Regions from separate parts of the Rattus norvegicus genome. Here region 2 is linked to region 1. Evidence: chromatin contacts called from public Hi-C data. All regions are on one chromosome and are shown on one strand. Each heading gives the region's core, a stretch centred on a gene start, on an enhancer-like site or on the middle of the called end of the contact. The rest is flanking DNA. Distances are from core to core; before and after follow the strand shown.

Region 1 (5,136 bases), core at 1,607-4,106:
AATTATTAATTCCAGGAACACAAAATTGTGCTTAGCTTAGCTGTGAATATTGACCTTGCCATAAATATTGTGGCTTATCTTGATCTAGCCATTTCTGAGCTCAAAATTCTGTGCCTGCATATGTTTACAATTGTTTGCTCCTTCTGTTTCCCCAGTAGCACCCTGTTTGTGGGGTTTTGGTTGCTGCTGCTGTTGTTGCTGTTTTAATTCCTTCCTTCCTTTTTTTTTTTCCCCCTTTAAACTGGAAATGTAATTTTCAACCTCTGTTTCATGGTAGCTTGGGTCACCTGAGCTCCGAGCGGTCTAATGTGCAGAAGAAATTAATAGTTATAATCCGACCCAAGGAAGGACTGGCTGACCCAGGCATGGATTAAAAGGCAGGCCTAGGAGGAGACTGGTGTGGAGGTACAGAAAACTTCTACACCCTCTTCTCTAGGTGTCTGTTTTTTACCAACAAATCTCTTCTAGTAGCATAATTACACGGAGTAAGATCATTTTCCCGCTGCCCGTGATCGGAAGTTAACTTCATTCCCTTCTTACGGACTTGGACGCCCCACTTAGGACCTTAATCCGAACAAAATGGCTGCCTCCCAAAACTCTCGCTATGAATTCAACTTCAAAGACTCTGCATCACCCGCTGTTCACTGGACAAGGTGAGAGCTTCGTAAGGGCTCTGAGCAGGGACAATGTCCACAGACACTGGGAATCGGCAGAGGAGCCATGAGCAAGCGGAGTTATCAATGCCCTTAATGATCTGTAGACAACAAGTCATCTTCCTCAGATGGGAGTGGAGACCCGGGGAGGGGTGAAGCAAATGCCAAAATCTAGTAGAACGGGTGCAGGGCTAGGAAGAGAGGCACCAACCAGGCCAGCCTGGAGAACCTGTAGGCAGAGGTGTGGTTAGAGGCCCTGGGTGCCTGGGGGAAGGCAAGGAGGCCAGGCATTCTTCAAGAATACAAATGGGCCAGTAATTATCCAGTCTCTCCATCCTCCTTTCCGGATCAGCTGTTGGGAGGGACGTTACCATCCACTGAGCGTCACAGGTTTGATAAAATGTAGCCTCTGCCCTGCTTTGTAAACAAGACCACCTTGATGTAAGGAAAGCAAGGAAACCCTGGCAATGCTAAACCATGCATTCATACCCTAGATGCTTTACTGTTTAGGAAGAGAGGAAAGGGAATGGAGAAACGGCTCTTCCAGAGGTCCTGAGTTCAATTCCCAGCAACCACATGGTGGCTCACAACCCTCTGTAATGGGATCTGATGCTCTCTTCTGGTGTGTCTGAACGCAGCTACAGTGTACTCATACATAAAGTATAATAAACAATCCTTTAAAAAAAAAAAAGAGGGCTGGAGAGATGGCTCAGTGGTTAAGTTCACTGACTGCTCTTCCAGAGGTCCTGAGTTCAAATCCCAGCAACCACATGGTGGTTCACAACCATCTATAATGAGATCTGATGCCCTCTTCTGGTGTGTCTGAGGACAGCTACAGTGTACTCAAATACAAAATAAATAAATAAATCTTTAAAAGCTCTTCTTTAAAAAAAAAGAAAGAAAGAAAGAAAAAGAGAAAAATTCTAGGCCACAGATCCATGTAGGGCAAAGGTATTGCCAGCTAGAGCTCAGCATTGATTTGTGTGTGTTTACAATAATTGTCCCACACAGTTCCACAAAGCCAAAGGCACACACCCTTGTGGGAAGAATGAGGGTGATTAACATAGGCACTCTACAGAAAGCACCCAGCGATGACAAGGATAGGAATAGTGACCAGATTAATAAGTGTACGGCGAAAAGATAAGCCTTTCTTAAACAATGAAAATATAACTGAACAAACGTGTAAGCCACAGCTCCCCAACCCCCAACCCCCCCACCCCCCAGTAAATATCAAGCAGTTCCTTATTTTGAGTCTTGCAGACCACAGAGCTACCAGTGTTGTTCACTCAACTATTAAACCCCGGGTCTTACTTAGGAGACTTGCTGATAAGTTGATGCTTCCTCCTAACACTCCCCGACTCTGTAAAAGAGAATAATCTAGACGGGAATAGGTTGTCAGAGTTTCCTAAGAGGAAAATGGCCACTCACTGGAAAAATGTAAGGCATCTGCTTAAAGCATACTATTCTGGACAGGCTTCAAACCCACTTAACTAAGCCAGCCACCCTGTCGTCCCAATCTAACACTGAGATCAACTCTTCTAAATCAAATAGTCCAGTTTCCAAAGATCAACCCGAGGTGGGACCTGGTACACAGAAACATATCAGTCATTCGCCAACGACAGGAAAAAAGTTAAGAAATGTATAATCCAGGGAAAATTGCACCTTCTTGGGACAAGGTCCACTTAGTTTTTCCCACATTGATTCTTCAAACCCCTGTTTATCAAGATCCAGATACCACTTTCCAGAAGGGAAAAATAACTAAAGAAATAAGTGCACCTGCTCGGCGCACAAGCAACTGTGGACCATCTTCCTGGATTCTAATTTTACCGCGGCACAGGCAGAGAGGAGAAAGGCCTCCCTGCCGCTCGACTGGGAAGGGAACTCAGGCGAAAGTGCTCTCGGCTTAGATCCCAAGTCCAAAAGGGCTCAGATCTGCAGCCACCAGGGAAGGCGCGGCCATCAGGGGAGCGCACCTGTCCCCTCTTCCTGGCCCAAGGGGGACGGGCCTCTGACCTGACGCTCCCACCTCCATGTGAAGGGTAGAAAAATCCTGCCTAATCCCACTAAGATCAATCTCCGGCAGGTGGAGGCCACCTCCGTGAGCGCGCACCCCTCTGATCCTCCTGGCCGAGAGTCCCTGGGTTCTTACCTTGACCGAGCGCGTGCTGACACAGGACAGGAGACAGCGCGGGCCAAACTGCGGAGCCTGGAGTTTGGCAAGCGCTGACCAAGCCCATCGTCACGCCCACTGCCTAGCTCCTCCCTGGCCCCGCCCCCTCACCGCACCGCCCCTGCCCTCCGCTGCCCACAGCCGCCAGTTCCCACCTTCCTTCCGCGATTTCAAAGTCAAAGACTGGTGCCCGAGCTCGCCGTCCTGCCGCCGAAGTTCCAGAGAGCGCCTGTTATCCACACAGACGCGGCGTGGGGTCTCTCTAAGTCCGGACTTCCCATCCTAAGAGAACCGTCCAGAGAAATGCTCTTTCGTCTCCGGCTCGGAGAGCCGGTAGCAGTGACACCTGTGGGTGGCTGAGAGCCCTGTGGGAACAGGGAACCGACCTCCACTTCCGCTTGGCCCCCACCCCCGCCCCCCGCGGGCAAACCGGATGATGATGTGCCTTGCGGTGATAAAAGAACGGGTCATTTGACTGACAGGCCTGAAGCATCAGAGCCTAGCGTAGGGTCACTTATATTATTAGTGTTGATACACTAGTAATGAAAACAATCTTGAAGTTACTGACTTTAAATCCCGTGAAGTTCTTAGACACAGGGAAAGAACGCACCTATTGTCATCTAGCTAGCTAGCTACCTGAGAAGCTGGCCTTGAAAGACTGGGGCTGTAGTGATACGATATTTGCTTAACATGCACAAGGCCCTGGTTTGATCCCTACCTTCAAGTCTAAGTTGTCTTTGATGGTAGTTGTGACTTTTAGTCACTATTACCCATCCTGTACTCTCAGACAAGCATGGCGACCCACATATTTAATTCCAACAGTTGAGAGTCAAAGTCAAGCCCATTCCTATGCACTTTTTAAAAGATCTATTTATTTTATGTATGAGTACACTGTCACTGTCTTCAGTTACACCAGAAGAGGGCATCAGATCTCATTTACAGATGGTTGTGAGCCACCATGTGGTTGCTGGAAATTGAACTCAGGACCTCTGGAAGAGCAGTCAGTGCTCTTAACCACTGAGGCATCTCTCCATTTATGGTCAGCCTGGTCTACATAAGTGGTTCTAGGCCAGCCACGGCAGGGATATGAGGACCTCTCAGAGGAAGAGAGACACAGGATGGGACTGTATTGTTCATGTATAGTCCCTGGAAATAAAAGACTGAGCTCTGTCCCCCAAAAGCCTTTGGGATGGAGAAATTAATTTGTAAAATGTTCACTACGAAAGTGCAGATTGATTAGGTGGAACCCATATTTTTAAAAAAATGGAAGAAAGAAAGAAAGAAAGAAAGAAAGAAAGAAAGAAAGAAAGGAAGGAAGAAAGAAAGAAAGGAAGACAGACAGATAGAAAGTTGTTTCCTACCTGGACTCCAGAGCTGGAGGCAGAAACAAAAACATAGCTGGACATTTGCTGGCCAGCCAGTGTACCCCAACAGGCCAGCTCCAGGTTCTAGGAGAGACTATCTCAAATACTATGGTAGGGAGCAATTGAGAAAGACACTTAACCTCTGACCTCTACAATGGAGCCTTTACATAGGGAGAACAACGATATACCAGTACGCAAAGAAACCATTTCACAGGTGAGAAACGTCTTGACTGAAACAAATAGCTTTAATGAGAGAGAGAGAGCGATGAGGAAAGAGGACTTCTCAAAAGAAGAATGTGTGGAGCTGAGTCCTGAACAGCGAATCAGACAGCCAACCTGAAGATGAAACTCAGAATCGCGTGTGCAGTAAGACTCCTACCTAACTCCCGATTAGGACTTAAAAGCACTGCCTCCCTGTGCCATTTCTCCTGGGATCATCCTAATGACTGGAGAAGTCATCTGACAAGATTCCATTTGGCAGGGAAAGAACAAAGGGCAGTTTAAAGGACTTGCCTAAAGTCATATAATTAGGAAGGGGCAGGGAATGGGAGGAGGACACAGAACTGAACCAATGATCTGTGACTCTAATTCCTCTCCTCCAGAGAAGGCCTTCAGGGTAATGAGCCAAGCTCCGAGGGAACCTTCCCTTTCCTCTCTTGCCTCTCATTCCCTTCAAGGGCTATTTTTTCCTGCCATGCAGAGTGATGTCCTTGGAGATCGGAGACTTGGATCTGTGAAACTGTATATGAAAGAGTAGAAGCGCATGTGTGTGTGCAGAGAGCAAGTTATGGCTACGGTACTGCAGTGATTGTGTGTGTGTGTGTGTGTGTGTGTGTGTGTGTGTGTGTGTACTCAGAAGCTTATCATATTGACACCACTCTAGAGGACCCGATACTGTGATGCTTACAACTGCTTTCCTGCCACATGGGCTGCTGCCCCTTGGTGACCT
Region 2 (5,136 bases), core at 1,937-4,436, 140 kb before region 1:
TCAGTCTTCTAGCAGCCTTCAGATGAAGATGTAGAACTCTCAGCTCCTCCTGCACCATGCCTGCCTGGACGCTGCCATGTTCCTGCCTTGATGATAATGGACTGAACTTCTGAACCTGTAAGCCAGCCCCAGTTAAATGTTATCATTTATAAGCGTTTCCTTAGTCATGGTGTTTCTTCACAGCAGTAAAACCCTAACATGTCATTTGGAAGAAATAAGTCCAGAGGGCTGGCATCTATGAACATTCTGGGGAGGGGTGGGGTCTCAGGGCAGCAGGCAGGCAAGCATGATGCTGGACCAATAGGCGAGAGCATAGGTCTCAACAAAGCAACAGAGAGGGAGAGGGAGAGAGGGAGAGAGGGAGAGAGGAGGAGGAGGAGGAGGAGAGAGAGAAAGAGAGAGAGAGAGAGAGAGAGAGAGAGAGAGAATGCTAACTGGGAACACAGAATAGTGTGGGTTTTGGAAGCTTCAGCACACACATACACACACACACACACACACACACACACACACACACACACACACACAGTAACATACTTCCTCCAACCAGGCCACACCTCTTGATCCTTTCTGAACAATTCCACCAACTTCAGACCAAGCATTCAAATATATGAACCTATGAGAACCACTGGAACTCGAACAACCGCAGCCAGTCGAAGTGGTTGCCAGCCTATTCTGAATCAAGGCTTAAAAATGCCTGGTAATACTAAATCTGAACATCCAGTGTGTGCCTGTGTATGCAAGATGATTTTTACGAGGAAGAATATTCCCTCAGTGTCCCTAAAGGTAAAAAGTTATAAACAAGTTGAATGGTTATGAACATTGGATAACTTTTTCATATGCATACAGTGAAATATTACACAGTATGTTGGTTCTCCATGTACACGAGTGAATGAGCATAATATTTTCACAAAAATCCAACAATCTGAGATAATAGCTCATACCTATTACCCTAGCAACTAAAAGGGCTGCCTCAAGTTTGAGTCCACCCTGGGCTACACAGTGAGACTGTTTCTCAAAACTAAGTAAATATCAATGTATACGAGCTTCTTCATTCGAGTGGTAAAATCATCCACATAGACATGTGGATAGTATTTATAGTTATAAACAACGGACAAATCAGAACGCAGGTTTCTTTAACTGCCTCTAGTGAGTGTGGAGGGAGCAATGATGGTGTGGGCTGCAACTGTGTGTGGAATTTTAGACCCTTCAGAAATGTCAGGTCAGCTGAACATAGGGCCCATGCTTGTGATCATGACTTGAAGGTTGGAGGCAGGTCATAAACTAAAGATTATTCTCAGCCATGTAGTGAGTCTGAGGCCAGCCTGGGCCATAGGAGGTTCTATCTCAACAAGGGAAAACAAACAACAATAACAAAATCTTTGGAAAAACTCAGGGCCAACTGTTTTAATATTGCTTCAGTGTGGCGGGCATGTGGGCTGTGCTACGCCACCTTGCTCTGGTGTCTTCAGCAAGACGAGAACTTCCAGTTACAGAAGCTCTTGCGCTGGACATCCACGGTCCTGGGATCATGTGACCTATGTCCTCTTGCTCACTGGGAAGCTGCTCCGGCTTTCCTTCCCTTAACCTTCCAGAACGGAAGCTGAGGAGTTCACAAGTTCTCACAAGCATGCAGGGCTAGGCCTGACTTTCGTCCCCTCCTCCATTCGTTCCTCTATTTTAGAGTTGGTCTTCTCAGCATCCTGGGCCATTACTGGCATGGATGCTTTTATATATAGATACAGAGGTGATTCTCATTTGTAGTTCTAGAATCCCCAAACACCTGAGGCCACCAGAGAGTGACATGTGACACAACACTTCCTCTCCAGGGTCTGGGTTTGACTCTTCCTTTCCCCACAGTGACCACACACTGACAATTGGAAACTCAAACTCTCTGCTGTTTTGTCTTGCTTTGACCAAAATGAGTAGTTTTGATATGAATTTAATATTTTAACAACCAACTCTCCTTCCCTTTGTTTCTAAAGACTAAAGAAATGAACACAGCACATTTTTCTGTATTTGTGCTTTTCGTGAGTGTAAGCAGAGGTCACCAGGTTGAGTCTCTGTCGCAGCAAAGTGCTTATAGCAGTGGTTCTTAACTTCTGGGTCATGACCCCTTTGTGGTTTAACAACCCTTTCACGGGGTCACCTAAGACTATCAGAAAACACAGATATTTGCATTATAATTCATAACAGTAGCAAAATTACAGTTATGAAGTAGCAGTGAAAATAATTTTATAGTCGGAGGTGGGTCACCTCGTGAGGAACTGTGTTAAAGGGTGGCAGCCTTAGGGAGGCTTAGAACCACTGTCATGGGTGACTCAGACACAGGCTCCACTGAGAGAGTACATTTCAGAGTTGAAATCACTTCAAGGGCAACCTGTTTCTGAAACGATGATGGTAGTCAATGAAAAGGTGATCTTTATGCAAATAAATATGTCTACGTTCTGACTTAGAAAAATGTGCAGTGGGAGTGGGGTTGTGAGGGCTTTTCCAGATTAGAAAGAGTACCAGCACTCCTCTTTTGAATGGCGACAGCCTTTCTAATAAACTTCTCAGGATTACTAGAAATGGCCGCAGGCTTGCTCTGGACACACAGGCTTACCTCCTGCCTCAACAGGCGTTCCGTCTGGTCTCTAGTGATGTTCTTATGATACCATCTGCAAAAGTAGCAAGGAACACATTTTTAACTTTATATTATTTATTTCAGCCTCTCCTTGCCTCCCCCCAAACTACTCGAATTCCTTCATTTTTAAGTCTTTATTTTGGAATTCAGTTTCGAAATCCAGATAAATAACAATGTTCTGTTATATTGCCAATTTATCAAGCTGAATAAATTTTTCTTCTTATTTGAGGCAAAAAAAAAATGTAGTTTGTTCTACTATAGCTCATATCCCTCTTGTGGCCCATACAGTGCTTATATACAATTTTGTATGATTTAACTAACACCTTGTAAAAGTCCATGAAAGAGACAAAGTTAAGGAGTTATCATCTTCAACAAATGCTTAGTTCTGCAAATAAACTAAAATATAACCATGTCCAATTCTTTCTTCCCCCTCAAGAAGTTCCTGTTTGCGTATTTTTAGAAGTGTTACGTCTCTTTCAAAGTGAAATTCATCCTGACTTATCTAATTTTCCTAAGTCACCCCCGTTGCCCAATATGGTTAGTAATTAACAGAGTCTACAACCAACCAGCCAATGTTCCTGACCCAAATTCTCTTGCCTTCTCTCTTACCACCGTCTGCCCTTACTCACTAAGCCACACCGGGGTTCTCTCCTTCCTTAAATCAGCACGTTTTTTTCTCCTTTCAATCCCTTTGTTTTCTCTGCATTCGATGTGTTATTAGGTGACTAACTTTCAGAATCTCACACAGTAGGCATAATTAAATTGTATTATAAGGTAACATGTAGTTTGATATGACCAACCTTAATCAGGAAACATATAGTGTACAGTAAACAGAGGATGGTCAAACGAAGACAGAAAAGTTGAGAAATTTTCAACTTCACAGTAAAAATATTTACAAAGAACTTTAAATGTAATGGACTATTACCAGAAATACTGCTTTGTGGAGTGTAGAGGGAGAAGACAACGTTGAGCAGGGACTGAGTCACCATGGACCAGCCAGAGGTGGCTCACTGAAAGCCCTATGAGTCATAGGATGGAGACCTTTGGTGTGTGCACTTCCCCTAACACCTGGTGGTGAGAAACTGACTCAACTCAACGTAGGGATGGCCAGCTATCTAAGCCACTAGTGGCTTCAAACTGAAAAGTAGACAGTAGAAAAGATGAACCATAGGAAACAAGATGGTGACAATGGATTTTAGACAAAGTCATTGGCCACTCAAGATGGGAGCTTGAGGAGAATAAGAGTGAACATCCGTTGGACTTTTAAATGAATGTTACAGTATTGGAGGGATTTCAAGATGGGTCTAAAATCTCTTACAGAAAGACAAAAGTCCTTTTGGTGAAATGAGGCAGTATTAAAGGCGAGGGACACTAACGTGGAGAGGTCACTATTGGTTGGGTTGTAAAATTTGAAAAGCTGAATCTGTAAAGGTCAAAGCTGAGGTCGTTGTGTGGATGGAAGAAACAACAACCACTGTGACCGCCTGAGTCGTGGATTCACAGGGACACACTGTGAGACCCTGATGCCTCTTTGCTGGTCAAAGTCCTGTCACAATGAACAACATGTGAAGCTATATTTGTCACCGCTGTCCTGGATTCACAGGTGCCCTGTGTGAGATGGACATAAACGAATGCACAGCAACCCCTGCCAGTTGGGGGAGAATGTGCAGAGCTGTCCTCCGAAGATCTATACGCGCACATTGCAGGTCTGCCTTCCTCCTTCAACTACCTTGGCGCCTCAGGCCACCTGTGTCTCTGTCAGCCTGGATTCACAGACAGGAACCCAACATAACTGTCCTTTGAGAGCCTCTACCCAGAAGCTGACCAGAACAGATGCAGAGGCCCACAGCCAAATATTAGACAGAGCTCAGGAAGTCTTGTGGAAGAATTGGGGGAAGAATTGAGGAACCCAGAGAGGATAGGGACCCCACAAGAAAGACCAGCAGAGTTAATTAACCTGGACCCTTGGGGGCTCCCAAAACCACCAGCCAAAAAGCATACAAGGACTATGTAGCAGATGTGCAGCTTGGTCTTCATGTGGGTCCCCTAAGAACTGGAGCAAAGGCTAACCCTGACTTTGTCAACTGCTCCCCTAACTGGCATGTCTTGTAGGGCCTCAGTGGGAGAGGATGTACCTACTCCTGCAGTTAGTTTGAGGTGGAGGGTGGGTTGGTTCCTCAGGAGGGACCTCCTGATTCTTATAGGTGGAGGGGAGGGAGAAATGGGTGGAGGTATCATGTAAGGGAACACTTGGAGGAGGGGAGGGCTATGATCAGGATGTAAAGTGAATAAGTAAACAAATAGAAAAATACTGTAAAATGCTGTTCAAAATGAGACTTCATATAAGTAGCATTGTCAAATATATTTTCCACCTGCTATGACGTTGGTGTAAATTTTAGTATTTAACATTTGTTCATTATAGTGATAAATAACAAAAGTAAACGCATTCATTGGGCTTAAACATGAATTAGAAATCCGCCCATATGGAGATGTCATAAGAATAACTTCAA

What was found. A called contact is a pair of places that touch in the nucleus more often than the background predicts.
Region 2: a contact with region 1 is called in a Hi-C map of liver, with 2.4 times the contacts expected there. The contact joins the enhancer-like site here to the promoter of Tec in region 1. A contact is called at or near these places in 5 of 12 Hi-C or Micro-C datasets (the Rat2 cell line, kidney, liver and 1 more).

The regions. Positions count from the first base shown.
Region 1 is chr14:35,704,590-35,709,725 of GRCr8, reverse strand. Tec (tec protein tyrosine kinase) reads right to left here and starts at 2,856. Exons shown (of 19, transcript NM_053432.1): 1 at 2,803-2,856.
Region 2 is chr14:35,840,786-35,845,921 of GRCr8, reverse strand. It overlaps Txk (TXK tyrosine kinase), which reads right to left. Exons shown (of 15, transcript NM_001024255.1): 6 at 2,606-2,660. Among named protein-coding and RNA genes, the nearest start is that of Txk, 25 kb to the right of the region's middle. Within about 2 kb of position 3,186, at least 2 of the 93 cell types and tissues checked have an H3K27ac peak or open chromatin away from gene starts, as enhancers often do. A contact at or near this core is called in liver, where this site is marked.